2 separate regions of the Sus scrofa genome follow, and region 1 is linked to region 2. A link is a contact called in public Hi-C data. All regions are on one chromosome and are shown on one strand. The core of a region is the stretch at or near the end of the contact, and the rest is flanking DNA. Distances in the headings are between cores, read along the strand shown. Region 1 holds the start of AK9 (adenylate kinase 9). Region 2 holds the start of MICAL1 (F-actin-methionine sulfoxide oxidase MICAL1).

Region 1 (5,559 bases), core at 2,604-5,103, 170 kb after region 2:
CAAAGGATCTGCAGGCTCACTCAGTGGTTATTTTCCTGGTCCTTGAGTGCGTAATAGGGACTGCAGCTAGCTAAAGGTTCACAGGGGTTCCCTAACTGTGGAGTAAGGGCCATTGTGGTAGAAAAGGCCAAGTGGAACTCCTGAAACTGCATGTCTGCTCCTCATCTGCTGGCTAAGATGAGCAATCGTAATTTGTTCTGAATGAAATAGAAGAGAGCCACCCCAAAACTATTTAAAAGGTGCCCGGTCGTGCATAATTTTCTAGTTCGAGTTTCTGCAAAAACCAGATAGATCATGACAGACAATATGGGACCCCTATAAACTTAACCAAGGGGCAGCCCTAATTGCAGCTACTGTGCAGACATGAACCTTACTAGACAGACACAGCTTCTTGTATGTAGTATGTAGCCACTCAGCTATAAAATGCATTTCTTTCAATGCACACCAAGGAGAAGGATCAGAAGCAGTTTGTATTTATTTAGAACAGTCATCAATGGACATTTAGTCTTACCCTAGGACTTCCTGCTCTTTGTAATAAATACAATACAAAGGGGTCTTGTTGACTCACAATTCTGACAATATCAGACCTGATGAGTGGGAATCACAGGTGTTCTAGATGCCCTCTAAGATATATGAGCAGCAGAAAGTGGGAAATGAGCCCACAAAGATTTAAGGGACTGTTATATTGGTGAAGTCTTACAAGGCTGGTGGTCTGGGACATTCTGAGACAGACTCTCCAAGGTATAAAGGACAGGTCACTCTACCTTACATCTTATACCTCTAAAAAAGAGGTGTAGAATTTTCTGTCTTTCTCTTTTTTAATGGCCACACCCTCAGCATATGGAAGCTTTTAGGCCAGGGATTGAATTCAAGCCACAGCTCTGACCTAGGCCACAGCTGTGGCAATGCCGGATCCTTTAACCCATTGCACTGGGCCAGGGATCAAACCTGCACATCTGCAGCAACCTAAGACACTGCAGTTGGGTTCTTAACCCACTGTGCCACAGCAGGAACTCCTAAGTCTTCTTAGTTTTTGGCAATAGCATGTAACACTTGGGAATACTGTTCTGACCCATTTAAGGGGTGATTTGGAAAGCTGTCAGTTTTGAGTAAGGCCAAGAATGAGAGAGAGCTCCACAGCAGTTTCAGGCTATGGTACCAGAGGCCTTGATTCTTGGGCCATATACCTGGCTAGATCCCATGATGCTAGAGGTCGCTGTGGTGGGTAGGACACTTTTTGGAGTCTTAGGGAAGACTCAACAGGAACCTCTCAGTGTAGATCATTGCCGTCTGCAGCAGAGAACCATTCCCCATTCAAAAACCAGCTCCTGGCATGCTCCTGGGCTCTGGGACAGAATAAAAGCCTGGCCATGGGCCATCCGGTGACAGTACATATGGAAGTGCCCACATGAGTTGGGTTTGTCAGACAGATCAAGTCCTCAAGCTGGGCAGACACAACAGCAACCCATTGAATGATAAAAATGGAACCCAGGGATCAGGCCAAATAAATATCATAAGCAAGCAGTCTAGACCCACATGTCACCGATCTCTTGTTCATCAGTGTCTCTTAGCTCACACCTCATTTGGAATCCCTTAGGAATAGCTGATTAAAAAATGATAAAAATCATGTATGGGAGTTCCCATCGTGGCTCAGTGGTTAACGAATCTGACTAGGAACCATGAGGTTGCAGGTTTGATCCCTGGCCTTGCTCAGTGGATTAAGGATCTGGCACTGCCATGAGCTGTGGTGTAGGTCACAGATGAGGCTCGGATCCTGCGTTGCTATGTCTGTGGTGTAGGCTCCAATTAGACCCCTAGCCTGGGAACCTACAAATGCTGCGAGAGCGGCCCTAAAAAGACAAAAAAAAAAATCATGTATGAAACATGATATATTGGTGCAAGCTGTAAATGGAATGCTTTTGGACTTTAGTCCCACTCAGGAGTAGTCCTGAGAGGTGGTGATTAGGGGAAATCCTCCTGGTAGGCAGAGCTTTAAGCAATATTCCTAGGTCCTTAATTTGGAGAGTGATGCTGAATGGCTTGGTCCAGAGCCTGGAAGGAGTGAGACTGGATCATAAGAGAAAAAGGGTTCTGGGGAAGAAGCGTGTGCATGGGGCTATGAGAGTGGTGTAACAAGCAGAATCTATGATGACCTCTAATGAGTCACGTCCTTGATAAGGAGTTACTGCCCTGGAAAGTAGAGGTAGAGCTGCTGCTACCTAATTAGGAGCAGGGAGATGTAGGTCTTTTTGCGCATCCTTTTGTTTTAGAAACTGGGACCAGAAACTGCCTTGAAGAACCAGTGACAGGATGCTGTCAACTTAATGTGGAGGGAGCGCAATGGGTATGAGTGGGGCAAAGCTTGGAATGTTGCAGATGTTATTAGTACCCTAACCCTATCCATTTGACACCAACCTTTTCCACAGATGACCAGCCCGGCTTCCAACTGGTGGCTTGTGGTTCTTTGTTTAAGGGCCCTTTCTGGCTGCCAGACCTTGTTCTGCCTGAGTTATACAGCAGACTGTATAACTGTATAAGAATTAATATTCTTCCATAGCAAGACTCAACCTATAACTGATGGGAATTGGTGAATAAATACCCCAGCTCTCTTTCCCCTTAAAAGGGAATAACTGAGACATACATCCAAGAATTCCTCAGAGAATTCAGCTAACAGAGAAATTTGCTTAATAATATTCCCTTTATTCCCTTTATTAGCTTCCTTCCCTTTGTGGCTGTTGTTTTGCTAGATTATTGCCCATATAAACTATTTGTCCTCAAGTTTTGTCTCAGGATCTGCTTCTGGATGAACAAAACTAACACCAGTTTCAAATGGAATATAGTAATATAATAATTGAAAACTAAATATTGGAAAACTGGAATTCTACAGATATTTTGAGTTATCCTGAATAAAAATGTGCAAATATTTAACTCATGTTCAGAAGAGTTGCTTTCCATTATGTAATGGAACAGAACTAAGTATTTTTCCCAGGTAAAAGATCCAAGTCAATGCAAAGTGCCAGTGCTGAGATGGCCATCTTTCTAGTTTTTTGTTTTTGTTTTTGTTGTTCTTGTTTCTTTTGTCTTTTTGGGGCTGCACCCATAGCATATGGAGGTTCCCAGGCTAGGGGTAGAATAGGAGCTGTAGCGGCTGGCCTACACCTCAGCCATAGCAACGCCAGATCCTTAACCCACTGAGCAGGCCAGGGATCGAATCTGCAACCAGTTACTAGTCGGGTTCGTTAACCACTGAGCCACAAAGGGAACTTCGCCATCTTTCTAGTTCTTAATAAAACCCAAAATTTCATACCAAACTATGAAAGAAAGTTTAAAATAAATATTAATTTAAAAATTTTGCAATTTCTTGATTTTGAATTTACAATATAATCCCCAATGCCACATTATGTTTATACTACAATTGAATACAAAAATTCTTAAATTTCCTTACATTTTTAGCAGTTGAAAAAATCCTCTAGCAGTGGGCTCTGCAGTTAACAAGGGACCCATTTCCTGGGAAACCTAGCACTTTTGCCATTCCAGTACATCTTACATCTCACAGTTGGTACCCAGTGAATACCTGTGGAATGAAAACGATGTTCGTTGAAAGGAGGAGTGAGGTTCAAAAGCGGAATTTACGGAGATCTCGAAGTTTAATTTTGCAAGGAAAGGAACTGGTCTGGGCTCCCCGCAGGAGATGGTGGGATTTCATTCGCTACGGAAATGGATCCGAGCGGTGGACTCTGACTCCTACATACCTATTCGTAGCAGACCCCACCGGCTGGCTGCAGTCCTCTCCAGGGACTCTGGGATCTGTTGAGCGGTTGCCAAGGGAACCCAGCTTGGTGCAAAGTGTCGAGCCTCTTGGGGGCGGGGCCTCGGAAGGTGGGGCTGTAATTTACTGATTTACTTTAAATACTCACTTTCGTACCTTTGTATTCAAAATTTTAATACACTCCTTTTCACAAATATGGAAGCTGATGATCAAAGAGAGTACATGCGTTGTTTACTTATGTTCACTCACATCTCGTGTAAGAAAACTTCTTTTAACGCAGAACTCCAAAGCCAGTACTACACTACGTTGTATTACACTACACTCGACAGTCTTTTTTTAGAATTTACAGATGGTTAGCCTCCTGCACAAATAAGTGGCAAGCTTGGAAATTTCCAACTTTAAGCGATTATAAAACACTAATTGAACCACACACCCTCTGGATACCATGGATTTAGTTGATTCTTCTAAGGGTAAAAGAGACACACAGCGACAGAAGGGGAAAAACACCTATGCTTAGTGCAGGACCGTCACAGAGTAGGTTTTCAGGAAAGGGCAGAAGTAGGCAGAGAAAAAACAGACAAACTTGGGAATGGATCTATCTGCAAGTCGGAGAGCCAATTCAAAAGAAGTAATCCAGTCCCAAATCGTCCACTTTTGCAAAGAGAAGGACCAGAAAAAGGTGAGATTTAACTAAACTGGCAGTGCCCTTTTCTCCGCCCACTTTTCCTCGTTCCCATACCAAAGATGGCGTTCTTTGCTTCCTCCTTCGCAGTACGCAGGCTCTGGAAACCTCTACCCCACTTCTCTATGGTTCTTCCTCCAGTCCCGCCCACGCGGTAGCTGGGGTGGGGTTTGCCTGGAGGTGGGGCCTACGGATCCGGAAACACCTGAACCTTAGTAGCTGATCATCTATGTATTTCGTGCCGATGCAGTGTTTTTACCTGCGGAACTTGGCATCTTGGATCTGAGGCGTCTTCTCTCCGGGTTTCTTGGGGGCAGTTCCGAGGCTGCTGCAACCAAGGCTGTGGCCTAGTGCCTGTTGGGGCGCGCCCCCGTTTGCTCGGCCATGCCCGCGGCCGCCGCCCCCATAATCAGCTTGGTCCAAAAGCTGGTTCTGTACGAGACTAGAGCTGTGAGTACCCAGCCCAGTGGGGTGCGGGGAGGACAGCGGCCGAGTAGGTGTGGGGCGGTGGGGCAGAGCAGCAGCCCGCCCCATCTTCCCTCTGTTCCCTAATTCGAGTCCTGGGGAATGCGCCCGAGGGGGCTTCGCCCTGTTATGGCACCCGGGACACTGTAGCTTTTGCAGCACCACTTAAAAGCCAAGGTTGGAACACCCTGGCAGCAAGTGTTTGTGATATCTCAAAAACTGTTCATGAAGTTCTGTACGAGTTACTGAATTCTTTTCAACTTTGGGAAAGTCTTGGAGTTCTCCGGTTCACTAGTTATAGTACAAGTAGGGGTTAGAAAAATATTCTCGACCTGTGAATCGGTAACTTTTCTGTTTTCCTATGCCGTGGCGTCGCAGTGATTGATAATAATTATGTATGCTTTTATTGCTGACATTTTTGGTTCTCTTTATTTGAAGGGAAAGAAAACTTTGTTGATTTGTTTGGATAGAATTCTTTTGCTTTTCATTTTACTTTTTTCCTACACAGTTTTATTTTGTTCTGTTTTATTTCTTCAAATCACCATGTAAATAGTTACTGGTAGAATTAGCAGATCCAGGTTTTTGTTTGTTCGTTTGTCTTTTGTATGGCTGCACCTGTGGCATATGGAAGTTCCTGGGCCAG
Region 2 (6,056 bases), core at 865-3,364:
ATCCACCTTGGTGCTGGTGCAGGCTCGACCCTGCTGGTAGACAGGCTGACTGGCTCGCTTGTCCAGCTTGGCCCACAGGGACTTGGCGCTCCAGTAGTTGAGCTGGGCCTTGATCTTGTGGTACTGTGGCAGCCCCCCGCCGGGCTCCAGCTCTAGGGCCCTGCATAGCCCCTGGAAGCTGCTCAGCACATCCTGGCACAGCTGGGCCTGCAGGAAGCTCTCAAAGTGGGCATGTGCTGGGTTGGTGGAGGTAGCTGAGGCCATGGAGACCCCTGGGACTCCCAGGGAGGGGCAGAGGCACGTGGCTGCTGGAGAGAAGGGAGGGAGAGAAGGGAGGAGGCTGGAGAGAGGAGGAAGGGAAAAGGAAGGGGAGAAGAAAGCAATCCGGTACCCCGAGGGAGCTCCGGGTCTCTGCTCCTCTCTGCCAGCTGCTCAGAGACAGCTGCTATCCCTTCCACTCCAAGTGAAATTTGCCAAATTTGGAAATGAAAAATCAGCAGTCCTGGGCCCAGAAGGCCCTTGGAAAGCCAGGGAAGGGAGGTTCCAGCTCAGCCTTCTTGTTCAGGAATCTCCAAGCCCTGCTCCATCTCTGGGGCCCAGGGGACAGGAATTCCTCCTCTGCCTCCTGAGGCCCTGGAAGCAGGTCGTGAGGAACTCCTCGGATGTGGAGCGGGCAGGGTGCCCAGGAGGAGAGCTTTCCTTGCAGAACAGACCGGGATGACTCTAATACTTGCCATCCCAGCTGCTAGGCACACATTCCGCCCCATTTCACCCCATGCCGCCCTGAGCCTGGGGCCCCTCAATGTACGCAGTGCCACGCTGCTTGTGGAGTGTGTCACATGCCGGGGGAAAGTTTTGCACTTTAGCGCTTGTGATTGCTTCCTGGGGGGAGGAGACAGTCTCCTCCGGAGGTTCCACTTCCCATCACCAAAACTACCTTAACCAACAGCAGAGGATGTTGCATCTGACTGAGTGACACACAACTGGATCTATTTCTGACTCACTGTGGTCAAAATACTTCCCCTGACTTGCCACCGCTCACAGCCGAGATGGTTGAGGGATTTGCGGGGGCGCGGGGTGGGGGAGCGCAAGGCAGCAGGGTTGGTCCCTCCCAGCTTCCTCCCACCCCCATCCATGCCCTGCCCCATCCCTCCAGGCTCTCCCAGGAATTCCGAAGACAAGGCCTCCCTTTGTCCCCTTCTCTCTCGTTTAGGTCCCCACGCAACTTGAGGGGTGTTAGAGAGGGCTTTCTCACGCAGGGATCAGGAGGAATCGGAGGGAGCGGGGGACATGGTTGCCCACAGGGGAGTTAGGTAAGGAAGGTGGGTGGCACTGATGGGGGTTATGTCCTTGGGCTGATCCCCCTGACCCTGCTCGGCCGCCACACCCGTCCCAGTCTCCGCGGGCCAGGCTCAGGCAGAAGGAGATTAAAATCTCTGCCGCAGGTCACCTGGACGAGGGCGGACGGGACGTCAGGAAGACCAAAGGTCTCTCTTGGGGGTGTCAGACACAGCAAAGGTCTCTCTTCCCCTCAGAGAAGTGGGGAGAGGGGCGTCCCAACCTGGAAACGCCAGGACAAAGGATGTGGGAGGGATGGAGCGGTCTGGAAGGATGGAGAGGGAGCAGGACCACTGGCGGCGGGAGGGCGGGGATATTCCCACTCTGGACCGTAAAGTCGGGACAGAGGCTGAAAAGGGCGGGGGTGCAGAGAGACGGGCCGGACCGGGCCGGCGGGATTCCCGAGCGCCGGGAGCCTTATTTCCCCAGAAGCGCACCCCTACCCCTGTGCCGGGCCCCCGCAGGCAGCGGGCGCGCAGCTGGAGCACTTACCGGGGGCTCGGGAGCCCGGAGGGGGCCGCTTCCTGCCCAGCGGGTGTCCCAGTCGGGGCGGGTGGGGGGCCGGGGACGGAGAGAAGGCGGTAGTGGAGGTGGAGCGGCGCGGACCAAAAGCCGCGACTGCAGGACTGCACCCCGGCAGCGCGGGGCCGTGGATTCAGTCTGGGTGTGAGCTTCCGCACGGGACGCGCAACCCGCGGAGGCTTTATTCGCGCCTCATTAGCATCTCATTACCCGGCGATCTGCAGCTGCGGGCAGCCCGGGCCCGCCCACGCCTGCAGGGCGTGGCTGGAGGGCGTGGCGCCGCTGACGCGGCGTTCCGTTCCGTTCTCGGGCCCGAGACCCGGGCCTGGCCCGGCCGATAAGCCGGGGATCCGAGGCGCCCGGATCCCGACGGCGCACCAGCGGCCTTAGGCGCCATCCTGGAGCGTTGCCTGCGCCGGCAAAGTTAGCCCTTCCCGGGTGGGCGAGGCCACCCACCCTTGCTCCGTACCTACTCCTCGGCTGTCTCCGAGCACTGGGCGGAGAGGGCGCTCGGGCTGAGCGAGAAGTTTGCCGAAGTTGTTGAGACCATAGGCACGTCTGCATCTCTTCACCTCTCCTACCAGGAGATGCACGGCCAGCCCGGGCGCCCCACGATGAACCCACGCTCGGGGGCCGTCTCCCCTACAACTAGTTTGCCGCTAGACCCCGGCTGCGGGCAACGGGCACGGATTCAAGTTCCGGGAACTCGGCAGTTGTAGCTTCCACAGCGGCAGAAGTGAGAGGGCCAGAGGGTCTTGGGGTGGAGACGGCGGTGTTAGACCATTACTACGAAAGGCGGAAGTGGGAGGGGTGTGTGGGTGAAAGGCTAGTTCCCCAGTAGGTAAGAATGCCATGGAGAAAGGACACACGGAACTGTCGGTGATGAAAAGAGACCTTTGGGATCAACTTCCTCGTATTCCTCATAAGCAAACAGCGCCAAAGTGAAGACACTCTTTCAAGGTCATACCATTAGTTAATAAAACATGAGTCCTCATTTAATAAACATCTACTATGAATGTTATCTTGATCACGAGAGTCCCATTTTACTGAAGAAGAAACCGAGGTCACAGAGGTTCTGTGATCCACAACAAGTTAGCCAGCAAGCGGCACAGCTGGTACGGGACTCACGCCTATCTGGAATCCAGTGTTGACCCAACGTGGCAAGTGAAAGGCTGGCATCATAAGAAGCTGGGTTTCTTGTTTAGAGCAAGTGACACTGTTACACTAATGAAACAGGAATGAATGGGAGGGTCCTTTCCTTGAGATCCAGGGACTGGAAAGAGCTGGGTCCCTATGGCTCTCTCCTTATCTTTATTCTTACTTTGCATTTCATCTGGAAACTCTCTGAGACCCAGTAAGATTTGTTATACTCACTGTTCCCAGATTGAGCTGAGAAGCAAGCGAGAAGGGGAAAAGCCCGCTCTCTGCCAGGAGCGGCAGGGAATTCAGCCAGGTCAGGCTCAGGAAACTGGAGCCCGTCCTAGCTCATGAGTGTGACTAGTCACTTGGCTTGAAATCAATTTGCCAAATATCAGACACACCCATACTTAAATACATAGCATAAGAAGGGTTTTAAAGTCCATTCTAAATGGGTTTACCAGGCTTTCATGCCATTTCTCTTTCATTAGTGAATAACCAGCTGCTCCGACTTAGTGCCTTTGCAAAGGCCCAGCAGGGTCTGCCTCTTAACTCAATGACTTGCCCTCTCAGCCAAACCAGGTCACATGGCTTTCGGAATGACAGATGCTAAAATGTGTCTTTAAAAAAGATCACAGAACAGGAGTTCCCGTCGTGGCGCAGTGGTTAACGAATCCGACTAGGAACCATGAGGTTGCGGGTTTGGTACCTGCCCTTGCTCAGTGGGTTAACGATCCAGCGTTGCTGTGAGCTGTGGTGTAGGTTGCAGACGCGGCTTGGATCCCACGTTGCTGTGGCTCTGGCATAGGCTGGCAGCTACAGCTCCGATTCGACCCCTAGCCTGGGAACCTCCATATGCCGCAGGAGCGGCCCAAGAAATGGCAAAAAGACCAAAAAAAAAAAAAAAAAAAAAAAGATCACAGAACAATAATGACTTCTTCAGTGCTTAAAAAAACTGCTGACTTGGAGTTTCACTTTATGTTAATTAAAACTACACAGTGGAGCAAAAAGAGTAGGGTATATTGGTTTGTAATCTAGACGATCTGGTCAGATTCCAGCTTTGCTGCACATGAACTTAGTGTAACCTTGAAAAGTCACCAACCACCATGCTTTAGTCTTATCTCTAAATAGAGGCAGTTTAATTACTCAACCTCTTCAACTCATTTTGATTCTAAATTCCTATTACTCAATGTCGGTGACTCTAAGAAATGTACAGTTCAGAAGGCCCAAAGCAAGTTCTATTTAGAATTTCTTCAAAGAGAGAGAGAAAAAAAAAATGGCCTCTAATAAAGCTAAATGAATAATTGTCTACAAGTATTTCTCTTCTTAATTAGAATCTTATCTGAATCATGAGCCATATTACATGTGTATATGAAACTAAAAACACGGGCACAAACACTGGCTAATTCACACTGGATCAAATAATTGGGAAGTCAGTTTTAAAAGAATCCCATTCTAGTGTTTTTGCAAATAATCATGCCAGCAGTGGCCTAGGTTTAAAAACTTGAGCCTTTAAGACAGGATCCCTTTCTTCTAATCCACACCATATTTTTGTCTTCCTGCAGTGCCATCCTGACCTCACCTAGAGCCTGGAGTCAGAAACTAGATCCCTAGCAATGCAGGTGACAGTTCTAAGCCACCCTATATATGGCCTTCCTGTAGGTCAGTGTGTTCAAACACCACACACACAGTCCTGGGTCAGGAGCTGTGGCTGCATTGTGACTAGGCAGACACAGCTCTTGATCTAAAAATAATTACCTGTTGAGTCCAAAGTGTGAGTGCTGTAGACAGATATAAAAGGGTGGCCTGATTGAGATTAGAGGGTCTGAGGGGATTAGAGGGTGAGGAAGTGACACTTGCACTGGATTCTGACAGATGAGCAGACATTAGTCAGGGAGAAGAGGCAGACACCTTTCATGCCTGAGAAACTGCCTGCCTCAAAACCTAAGGCAGGAAATTGCTGGCTCTGTTTGGGGAGGACAGTGTGGCTAGAAGTGAGAATGGGGAAGGGACCTGAGGGGAAGATGGGTTGGGGATTTTATTCTGAGTGTAGAGGGAAACTGCAGAAAGATTGTAAGCAGAGCAGAGATCTGTTCATATTTGCTTTAATAATGCAATATCCATGCGTTTAGCAGAGCCCTCAGCTTCATGCTAAGGGCACTATGGTGAGCTGGGTAGATCACCATTTCTGGTGGAGAAAGAGCTTGGGGAGAGGGAGGAAAGGCAGACCTTGGCAGGAGTCCAGGCGAGAGGACCTGGTGATGGTACAGCAGTTGGGGTGGGAAAAGTGGACCACTAGTTTGAAGTGAAACTGACATAACTTGAGGATGGATTAGGGTGGGGGTGAGGAGGGACCCATCAAGAATGACTCCCAACTTTCTCTCTTGGCTGATGAGAGTAAGTGGACCCAAAGTTTGGGTTGCTTATTTTTTCCTACCCTTCCCTGCTACTTTGTCCTCTATATGCTTTTTTTTTTTTGGTCTTTTCAGGGCCGCACCCACATATGGAGGTTCCCAGGCTAGGGGTCGAATCGGAGCTACAGCTGCCAGCCTATGCCACAGACACATCAATGCCAGATCTGAGCCACATCTGCGACCTATACCACAGCTCACGGCAATGCTGGATCCTTAACCCCCTAAGCAAGGCCGGGGATCGAATCCGCCACCTCATGGTTCCTAGTCGGATTCATTTCTGCTGCGCCACAACAGGAACTCCTATATGCTGCTTTTTATTTAAGAATCTTCCTCAGAAACAAGGCATGATGATGTCACTGACTCCCGAGATAACACAAGGGACACATTAAAAATACACATAGGTTCAGGTTCTGCTTGCTTTGCCAGATTTTTGTTATGAGCCTTTTCATACTTCAAACATTAAGATTATAGGAAGAATTTGTCCAGAAGCCACTTAATCATACTAGAGTTATCTATGAGGTAGATTTTTAAAATGTAGATGTTCTTATTTATAACTCTAACGTAACATAAGCAAGCTTCAGTTTAATTTTTCATCCAACAAGGACAAAATACAAATGAACAAAAACTAAGAGCCAAACTATTCTT

The links. Hi-C and Micro-C count contacts between places; a contact is called where the count stands out from the background.
Region 1: a contact with region 2 is called in a Hi-C map of liver, with 4 times the contacts expected there. The contact joins the promoter of AK9 here to the promoter of MICAL1 in region 2. A contact is called at or near these places in 1 of 5 promoter capture datasets (liver), 3 of 47 Hi-C or Micro-C datasets (blood, heart right ventricle and liver) and 1 of 2 datasets of contacts at active chromatin or transcription factors (alveolar macrophages).

The regions. Positions count from the first base shown.
Region 1 is chr1:75,689,562-75,695,120 of Sscrofa11.1, forward strand. It overlaps AK9 (adenylate kinase 9), which reads right to left and starts at 3,854. Exons shown (of 40, transcript XM_021091050.1): 1 at 3,753-3,854. FIG4 (FIG4 phosphoinositide 5-phosphatase) reads left to right here and starts at 4,667. Exons shown (of 23, transcript NM_001243250.1): 1 at 4,667-4,901. The coding sequence starts at 4,836.
Region 2 is chr1:75,520,646-75,526,701 of Sscrofa11.1, forward strand. MICAL1 (F-actin-methionine sulfoxide oxidase MICAL1) reads right to left here and starts at 2,115. Exons shown (of 25, transcript XM_005659375.3): 1 at 1,831-2,115; 2 at 7-308. The coding sequence starts at 264.